Regions from separate parts of the Hordeum vulgare genome. Here region 1 is linked to region 2. Evidence: chromatin contacts called from public Hi-C data. All regions are on one chromosome and are shown on one strand. Each heading gives the region's core, a stretch centred on a gene start, on an enhancer-like site or on the middle of the called end of the contact. The rest is flanking DNA. Distances are from core to core; before and after follow the strand shown.

Evidence for each region. Hi-C and Micro-C count contacts between places; a contact is called where the count stands out from the background.
Region 1: a contact with region 2 is called in a Hi-C map of seedling, with 4 times the contacts expected there. The contact joins the promoter of LOC123406045 here to the promoter of LOC123406222 in region 2. A contact is called at or near these places in 1 of 6 Hi-C or Micro-C datasets (seedling) and 1 of 1 datasets of contacts at active chromatin or transcription factors (embryo).

Annotation. Positions count from the first base shown.
Region 1 is chr6H:398,940,414-398,945,102 of MorexV3_pseudomolecules_assembly, reverse strand. LOC123406045 (kinesin-like protein KIN-7C) reads left to right here and starts at 3,405. Exons shown (of 14, transcript XM_045099544.1): 1 at 3,405-3,684; 2 at 4,230-4,523. The coding sequence starts at 4,277.
Region 2 is chr6H:398,105,355-398,110,813 of MorexV3_pseudomolecules_assembly, reverse strand. LOC123406222 (hsp70-Hsp90 organizing protein) reads right to left here and starts at 1,345. Exons shown (of 7, transcript XM_045099710.1): 1 at 290-1,345. The coding sequence starts at 1,195.

The DNA of each region.
Region 1 (4,689 bases), core at 2,156-4,655, 830 kb before region 2:
CACGAAGGCGTTTCTCAACCACTAGTGCTAAGCCTTTGAGGTGGCTTCCAAACCCTCACAAACTTTTCCGGGGGTAATCACACGGATTGATTCCTCTCCGAAGAACTCCTACCGTCGAGGAGTCTCCAACCTCCAAGAGTAACAAGATCACGGGGAATGCTCAAAACTTGCTCAAATCTCAAATAGCTTGGGTTGAGAGGAGGAGAGGGAGACGATCTATCTTCTGATTGGAACAACTCTCAAAGGGGCTCACAAATGCTCTTGGGATCTAAGATTTGGTGTGAGCAAATGTGTGTGAGGTAGAAATGTGTTCTTATGAAGATATGGCTGTGTTGGACCCCCTCTCACGAAGTGGGAGGGGGTATTTATAGTGGAGAGGGGAAAGTGACCGTTGGGGTCACTTAAGTCTGACAGTGGTCGGACGTCCGGCAGTTCTCGGATGTCCGGACGCCCACAAGGGGTCGGACGTCCGACAAGGGTCGGTCGTCCAAGGGATGTATATATCAGGGACCACTGTATAGATATCAGGAATCACTGTATAGACGAACAATGACCGGATGTCCGAGAGGGGGTCGGACATCCGAGGCACGGACATCCAAAAGTGTTCGGATATCCGACAGTTCGGCTGTGTTGGCACACAATCTATCCTCCGAAGGGGCCCGGACGACCGACCCTCGGACGGTCGGAAGTCTCCGGATGTCCGAGAGTTTGGATCTGATCAAAGGCTCCGGATATCCGAAGGAGGTCAGACGTCCGGCCCTCGAACGTCCGGAGGGAGCCGGATGTCCGAGATTTTGACTCTGTTACAAGGCTCTGGAATATCGAAGGGGTCGGTCGTCCGGCCCTCGGATGTCCGGAGTGAGCTGGATGTCCGAGAGTTTGTTACTGTTGGGTTCTGTTTGGAAGATCTCAAATGAGAAGTGGAGATGTAGTTTTGAGAAAATTTATCGCAAGGCCCGTGATCCCCTCTTAATAGTGCGGGATCCCTAAAGACTCAAGAATCATAAAAAGGGTACTGATGATCCATACTTGATTGTATACTTTTATTCGCTGATCATCACTCCGCACCACTAACGTCGAAGGAACTGATACCTTTGAGTTAGCCCTTTCACTTGAGCTTGATGTTGTTGTTCCTTCTTGGCTCAAGTTGAAAGCAAGACATGATGAAGTCTTCAAGTAGCTCTCCCATACACAATGTGGAAAGCCTAGCTTATGTATTCATCTTCATTTGTCCACCATGTGAACATCCACAAGAATCAAGCATGTAGTGCTGAGGAATGCTTATCTTGATCTTGTCCTTGTTAGCACATGAGCTTGTCCTTATCAACACATGATCATTAACAATAGCTTAAGAGGGGATTAGTGATTAGTTGTCTATATGTGTGTTGTCAGCAACATCAAAACATGATAAATGGCATGATTGCACTTTCATCGAGGAGCTTGGGTGCAGCTTATATAGAGTGCGACACGACGGGCCGAATGCCATTAGGAGGGTGAGTTAATGCTAATAACTTCGGAAGTTACTAGTAACAGCTGCTCTAAGTGCGGTGTTACTAGTAACGCCGATCTTCATTGTGCTTTATGTGGTAGTTTAAGTCTCTTGCCGTTGCAGTCTCTTTCTCATTGTGACTTTGCTTTAGTCCGAGTGTCGGAGCACGTCCGATTGATCGAAGGCGGTCCGAGTGACCCTGTGCATCCGAGGGAGAATCTGTTCGCCCGAGTGAGACCGAGACTGCGTCGATAGCTTTAAGAACATTGATGACTGTGTGGGACCCTAGGTGGGCCCTGAAATGCACGTCCATGGGTCTACCGCTAATGGACAAGCCCATCATGTCCAACAACATACATTATATTTTTGTTTTGTGGTACCGCATGACATTCAATTATATGTTACAATGTGGCAACGGATCACGAGACAGGGGAGTCATGGGTGAAGCAAGCATCGTCCCCCTTGATGGCGGTGGCACATCAACACCAACACGGAGGAAGGGGATCAAAACAGAGCGCGAAGTATGGTTTAAAGGAGAGAGGCTGTCATGGCTAAGATGAGATCGACATCATCTGTTTTTTTAGGAGCGGGCTCCAACACGAAATGTGTCGCTAAGGTGGGAAACAAAGTGAGAAGGGGAGGGTCCGGCAGGAAAAATCGCGGGATGGGGATTTTGTGTTGGGACTGCCTATTAACGATAACATGACGGATAATTTGGTCAACCACTTTTCTCCCCCGCATATGGCTGGATTTGAGGGAGCGCAAACTGTCGAGGTGGCTTGATTTTGAGTGGCCCGGTGGGCATCCATTTAATATCCAAACACACCCATATGTATGAGGGGGAAATGAGCTTTAATCTTGAAGGCAATTCTAATCATTTATTGTATTTATTTATATACACTACGAGGGAAATTTTACTAGTGAAGTATAATCGGATTAACAAAAAGGATGAGCTTTTTGTATGTCGTTAAAATAAACTAATTTTCGACTTACCTTAATAAATGGAAAAGTTCTTTTACGAGGGAAATAATATTCTCATTATTCAAGGGGGGACGAATGGATAAGTTGACTCCATAAAAGTATGCACTGCCGACACGGTTTTTCATTTTATTTTATGGCGGGAAGAAACTTCCAAGAAAAAGAACAATATTTTGGACAAACCTTAACAAATGGATAAAGTTGACTTCCGATATTCCCGCAATAAAAAGAAGAAGGCACCATATAGTAATACATCAACCATTGTCTAGAGTAAACCGATCGCGTTTAAAATAACGAGAGGCCAAATTATAGCCGTTGTTGAGGTGGTGTCGGCCGGAGCCGGAGCCGGAGCTGCACGTTCTCGACCAATACACGTTAGTGGTGAGCAGTTCTCCGATATTCACCGGCCACCGAAGAAGCCACACCTTCAGAAGCGGTCCACCGCTCACTACTACTACTCCGTCGAACGGCCAAGCATTTGAATTTGCTCGTCGCACTGTCCGTCTGCCCCCCGCACGAAATTTCCACGCCGCATTAACTTGCCGAGATAAATACACGGCACGTATACCATGGATGTTCCGTTCTTTACTTCCCCGGCATCCCTTGTCCCTTCCCTCGTACGTATCCGGTTCTGTGTGCGCTCAGATTTCGCCAAGCATACCATATTACCATCCGAGTGATTCATTACTCTTGGACTTGGTGCAGGTGAACCAGCACTACATTGTCATCACATTTCGGATCGATCTCGCCACCAGTAGCCACTTATTCGTACAATACGATGCCAGCATCAGCACGGGCGTACAAAACTTGTGAGTACGTGAAAAGCACTTAACTGAAACAATATAGAACGTAAAGGGCCTGCATGCAAAAGCGCCCACTAAGCAAGATCATTGAAAACGAGCCCTGCGAAAGAGGAGACAGAGGAATCCAAGCAACGGTCTCCTGGGGTTGGCAGAAAGAAAAAGAAAAAAAGGAAAGGAAAAAAAAGATCGAGCCACCGTCTCTTACACTCCTGACCCTTCTCTCCCCCCAAATCGATCGTCGTGGGGAGCAGTCGCACGCGGTGAGGCCGGCGCCACTCCCAGCCCCCCGACTCCAAAACCCCCCACTTCCCCGCGAATCCCCCACCTGAAATCGCCCCAGCCATGGCCGCCGCCGCCGTCCGGAGAAACGTCGCTTCCTCGCCCTCCGGAGCCGCCCGTCTTCGCCAAGCCTTGGTATAGTAACTTACCCGCTTTTCCTTTATTATGTTATTGCTTGAGCATTATTGGTCACCAGAGGAGAGGGGAGGAGAGCTGCTGTTGCGGCTGGTTGGTGGCGACGTCGATGTGAGCCTGCCAGGGCTACTGTTTTCGGTTGTTAGGGAGTGCTTAGGTCAGGCGATTGCTTCGCGCAGATCTGCTAATAACTACGAATTCCTCGGGAAGGAGGATGGTTAGCGTGACAGGGGCGCCATAGATTTGGGATAATCGGTGGTTCTCCGGTGGTGCCCGGCCATCGGACATGCTAACCACTGTCCTGAATCCTGATGATGCGCGTAATTACTGCTAGCGAAGGGTCCACATAAAAATGCTTGCCTTCTCCTCCACCCGCAGCAGCAGCGAGCTCGTCAACAGCCTTGCCCGGCACTCAAATCCACTGGGATAGGACAGATTCGTGCGTCCTGCCGTGTTGCCTTCTTGTCTGCTTCTTCTTTATTCCTGTACGTATCATATGTGCCTTGCTTCTTGGCTGTGGTCTTATAATGCTGCATTTCTGGCAGACGGTGTAGGGAGAGGTGAAGGAGGGGGCAGGTAAGTGTGGGAGCGAATGGGGGCGATTGGAGGCGACGAATCCGTGCAGTGGGACAAGATGAATGGAGCTGAGGTGGTGAACGGCGGTGGAAGTGGCGCAGGAAGCCTGGATAGGATACAGGTCTTGGTGAGGGTGAGACCTCTGAGTGACAAGGAGATTGCAAGGGGTGAGCCTGCGGAGTGGGAGTGCATCAATGACACCACCATCATGTTTCGGAGTACCTTCCCGGATCGACCCACAGCTCCAACCGCATACACATTTGGTCAGTGCACTGTGTTCTTCTCTTCTCATGCTTACATCTTTTGTGGTTTTTCATTGCGCTGGTCTTCAGTATGCTTAATTAGTTTTAGTACTGTTTTTTGGGAGCATTTTCATAACACCTGATGTAGAGTACTACAACGGCTCTCAGAAGCAACACTCAAACATCA
Region 2 (5,459 bases), core at 96-2,595:
GTACTATTATTAGTCCCCAAAACCCCTTTGTACCTTAATACCTAGAAACCAGACCATCTTGCCTTGATGTTGATCAGTTTACCACATCAATCAAACCTCTAAGCCTCACAATTGCTAGTCGCCATATATGCAGCAAGCACCATGACCTAATTGCCCGATAGTCAAAACTACTGCTACGGTACTCCAATGCTTATAGCAACCAATCATATACAAACAGCAGGTGTGAACTGAAGATCAGATCCTCATATTAGCTTTTAATAAGGCATGGAATCTGTACAATAAACCTCACCTTCCCCATTTCGATGTACACCGCTGCTCGGTTAGTGAGGTAGGAGATGTCCTCGTCATCAAGTTCCATGGCCTTTGTGTAATGCTGGATCGCCGTCTCGAAGTCCTTCTTCTTGTACGATGCATTCCCTGCCTCCTTCTCCTTCAGAGCAGCAGCTTTCCTCTCCTTCTTCTCCTTGTCCTCATCAGACACCTCCATGGGCTCCGGCTGTGGCTCAGGCTCCATCTCCCTCGCCTTTGTCTCGGGCTGTTGCCTCTGCTGCTGCGGTGGTGGCTGCGACGGCGAGGAGGACTGCGGAAAATCGGAGTCCTGGGGCGTCTGGATCTTGATGTTAAGCATGAGGCTGAGCACCTGCATCATGCGCGGGTCGGATAGGAACATGTTGAGACTGCTGGGATCCCGCTGCACGTCCCGCAGCATCTGCATGAAATCCGGCTGGTCGAGGTAGGCGCGCGTAGCGGGGTCGGAAGCGATCTTGGTCCAGAGCTCGGGGCCCTGGAACATCTGGCCGATCGCGTCGGCGCCGCCAGAAGGCGGGCGCCGCGGCGGGGCGGCCGCAGCCTTCTTGGCGTCAGCGAGGCCGGCCTTGAGGCCCTCGTTGCTGGGATCGAGGGCGAGGCCCTTCTCGTAGGCGGCGGCGGCGCTGGCCGCGTCGCCGAGGCCGAGGTGTGCGGCGCCGAGGCGCGAGTAGCCCTTGGCCCAGTCGGGCTTGAGCTCGACGGTCTTCTCGGCGTCGGCGAGCGCGTCGGAGTAGCGGTGGATCGAGGCGAGCGCCGCCGAGCGGTTGGAGTAGAGCACGTGGTTGGCCGGGGCGAGCGCGATGGCGTCGGAGAAGTGCCCCGCCGCCTCCTCGAAGCGGCCGGCCGAGAAGGCCGCATTACCTTTGGCCTTCGCCTCGTCGGCCATGGCAGGCGGTCCGATCGGATCGGGGGCGGGCCGGGGAAGCTTCGAGAAGGCTTGGCGGCTGGGTGGAGGAGGACAAATCCTGGGGTTAGATGGGGATTAAGGCGGAGCAGCAGCAGCAGAGTTTTCTAAAAACCGGGGCCGGGCCGAGCTCGCTCAAGGGTTCCGGAACCTTCCCACGGGAATAAAATGCACCGTTGGTCCTTCAACTTGGTGGCAATGTCCACAACGGTCCTTGAAGTCACAAAGTGCCCCAAGACGGTCCTGCAACTTGCCAATACAGCTCGTAGCAAAAAAAAAAACTTGCCAATACAGCGACAATACGGTCCTCGAACTTGTAACACCGGTCCTGGCCTATGTATTCGCGTACGCAGGATGTACACAACAGCGTACTGCACTCACCACATCAGCAGGAGGCCACAGTCAGCTTCTTATTCTTCGTGGGGTACGTCAACATCGTTACGCTGACTTCTTGGAGTAGAATAATTCATCTGTTACATGGATGATACAAGATTGTAATAAACATAGGAACACCAAAACCCTAAACTTCTCGCGGCGCCGTAGGCGATTTAGGGTTTTGACTGTGGTACCGCTTTCTCGCCGGGGCGAGCGTTGTCCGCTGCAAGGGATCGTCGATGACTGCCCCCAATGTCGTCGATGTGGAAGCAGGGAACAGTGCAAGGGAGGGTCGAGACGCGAGGAAGAAACTAGAGGAAACTCTAGGCAAGTTGGACATCTTTGAGAAACATGCCACCCCTCTGGTGATCGACGATCGCGTCGAAGGAAAATCTACCAGATGGTTACTAGCTGGTAAAATCCTTCACCGAAGCCTATTTCATATCCAGACCATCACCAATGCCCTCCGTCCAGCATGGGGACCCACGTGGACTGAAGTTCAAATCAGTTAGATCAAACACGTTCGTAGCTGAATTTGAGACCCAGCGCGACAGAGATCGCGTTTGGAACGGATCGCCATGGCATATAAACAAGCATGTCGTGGTTCTTGCGGAGTTCAATGAATGCATGAGGACGGACGAACTTAAGTTTTCCCGACTCCAAGTGTGGGCGCGGGTAGTGAAGCAAGGGGCGGTGCAGGAGGGGTTGCAGTTCATCGACAAGCCTTCTAGAAGCTTGGTGCAAACCATACATGGGGGTCTCAAATCCCCTGATCGCTTAACCCTTCGCGTTGCGGGATGGTGTCCGCTTCGTTTCTCTTAGGGGTTTCTCTCATGTGTCCATGGAAGTGGATTGCCTAGAGTTGGTTAAACTCTGAAACACTCGTCACAATTCTCACTCAAACTGTGGCTCCTATCCTTCTAGAAATAGGAGAGCTCAATAACATTTTCTCTTCATTTAGCTTACTTCATGTTAATAGATCAGCTAATATTCTAGCTCATCTTTGTGTAAAACATGCTTGCACTTTGAATGTGACCGACAGCTAGCTCGATATAACCCCTAGCTTCCTTGTGACCAGTCTCTTGGCGGACAGTCCTGGGTTGACATTCATATGAAATAAAGCTCTCCAAGTTACCTGCAAAAAAAGCTTCTTCTTCTTCGTCCCCCCTAAAAAAGCTTTTTCTTCATGCTCCTCCTCTCCTCCAGCCCGCCGCATCGGGGACCAAGGCGGCCATGTCCTCCCCGTAGGTAGCCGCCTCCTCCGCTCCCGCGAGCGCCTCTTCCCCTTCCACACCAAGCACAAGGAAGAGGACTGCAACTTGGTGTTCGTGGGCGTCCGAGAGGGGAAAGCCGACGCGGTGGTGTCCGGGTGGATCTCGCGGGGAACACGACACGCGGTTGTGGCAGCACTGGTTCCCACCATAGATGACGCGGTAAGCAGCATGATGTGTGGCACACCAACCGGTGGTCGCCAACCATGTAGCGCTCGTCTTCCTTTCCACTAGGCACAACAGTAGGCACTCGCAAGCAGGGCTCTCTCGATGAATTAACTACATGGAATTTTGAGGGATTTTGGATCAGAACCTGTGTTTTGGGGAACTTCATGTTGGGTAATGTTGCATGGGAAACAAAAAGTTTCCTACCCTCACCAAGATCATTCTATGGAGATCAACATCTACGAGAGGGGAGGTGTATCTACATACCCTTGTAGATCGCTAAGCGAAAGTGTTGAGAAACGCGATTGATGTAGTCGAACGTCTTCGTGATCCAATCACGATCCGTCCCACGATCCAATCACGATCAAGTGCCGAACGAACGACACCTCCTCATTCAACACACATGCAGCTCGATGACGCATTCACCTCCTGGATCTAGCGAGTGGCGGTGAAGTAGAGGTTGAGTTCTCCGGCAACACGACGGCGTGGTGGCGGTGGTGGTGGACCGATCTCGGCAGGGCTTAGCCAAGCACTACCGTGGTCACGACGACAGAGAAATACTACGAGAGAGAGGAGGCATCATCGTGGTTTTTTCAGGTGTGGTTGCCCTTCCCCTTTTCTAGTATATATAGGAGGGAGGGAGGAGGGGTTGCGCCATCAAGGTGGCTTGCCCACCAAGAAAGGGGGCGCCACCCTTGGGCCAGCCCTCTATCAACCCTTGCCCGCATGGGCCTAGGTATGAAGGGGCACCAAGCCCACTAGGGGCTAGAGCGCACCCAACTCAGCCCATGTGGACCCTCCGAGGGTGGTGGACCCTTTCCGATGGACTCCAAAACCCTTTGGGCATTCCAGGTACATTACCGGTGATGCCCCGAAACTTTTCCGATGACCAAAATGGAATTTCCTATATATCAATTTTTACCTCCATGTAACAGCCTGGAACCGATGCTCTAAAAGACCCCCCCTTTATTCCATTGTCGCCTTGTGATTTATTTATTTGTCGCATTCATCATCGCATCATGCGCATCATCTGCATTGCATTGGCACTCTGTTGTCATCTGTTTTCAAAACTTGCATCCATTATTAGTTGCCGGTTCTCTCCATTTTCGTCGTTGGCCATTTCGAGACCAACCACATACGCACGCGCCCGCGACATCCTTAAAATATTGTTGTTTAAAAGTGTGTAAAAAAATCTCAGATTGGGTTGAAACTTGGCGTGCGGTCTTATTTTAATGTAGGTAGGACACCTGCCAAATATCGTTGCAATCGGAGTCCGCTTGATACCCGAACGGTCGACCGTAGATGCATCGTCATTAGTTTATTTTCGGATGTTTTCGTGTTTTGAAACGTTGTCACGTGCCGCACCACTTCCCTCTCATCCGCACATAGCCCATCTACACGGCCCACTAGACCCACCTAGCCCTTCTGTGACAGCCCGAGACCGACGTTCCAGAAGATTCCCCTTCTATTCTGTTTTCGTCGTGTGTCTATTTTCTTTTGCCGCATCCTCATCGCATCATGCGCATCATCTGCATTGCATCGGCATTCCGTTGCCGCCAGTTTTCAAAAACTTGCATCCGCTGTTAGTTGCCGGTTCTCGTCGTTGTCCGTTCTGAGCCCGACCGCACATGCACGCGCCCGCGGCACCGTCGAGCCCTGTTTTAAAAGTGTGCGTAAAACTTTCTCTGGTCGGGGCGAAACTTGGCATGCGGTCGTAATTTGTTTTAGCTAGGCCGCCTGTCGAATTTCGTCGCGATCGGAGTCCGTCTGGTACCCGAACGGTCGACTGTAGAGGCACCGTATTCGGTTTACCATCAGACGTTTGTCGGTGTTTCAAATCGTGTTGCCGCGCTGCCCGTTTCCCCTCTCATCCCCGCCTAGCCCTATGCAGAGTGCACCAACCCTACGCGCAGCCTAGTCCGTAAACCTTCCGAAACCCGAATCGGGCGGTCGTGACCGTTGGATCCGGATCAACCCCGTTTTACCGCAAACCATCTTCGGCTTGTCCAGTGGACTTCCTAACCTATTTATCTCGACCACCCGATCTAAATCGGAGGGTCGAGATGCCTCTAAAGCTAATCCACTTGCTATATATAGGTCCATCCAGTCCAATCAGTCCAAAACCTAGGGATCCTCCCTCCGTTTCCGTGTCGCGCCGCCACCCTGCCCAAACTTCCACGCGCATCAGGCTAACCACGGCCGCATCAGATCTCCCTTCGATCCCCAAGTCTTGTCCCCGCGCCGGCCTCCCATGTCTCGATCCAGAGGGTCAGAAGCGGCAAGAGGAGATCTTCCCGTGCTCGAGCCCCGCGCCATCTTCTTCTCCCTCTTCCTCTCTCTTTTCTCTCCCTGACCGGCCTCTCTCTCTTCCTCCTGCAGGTGCGAGGAGCCGCCATGGTGAGCTCGCCGGTGCTCTCAAGACCGACCACCACAGC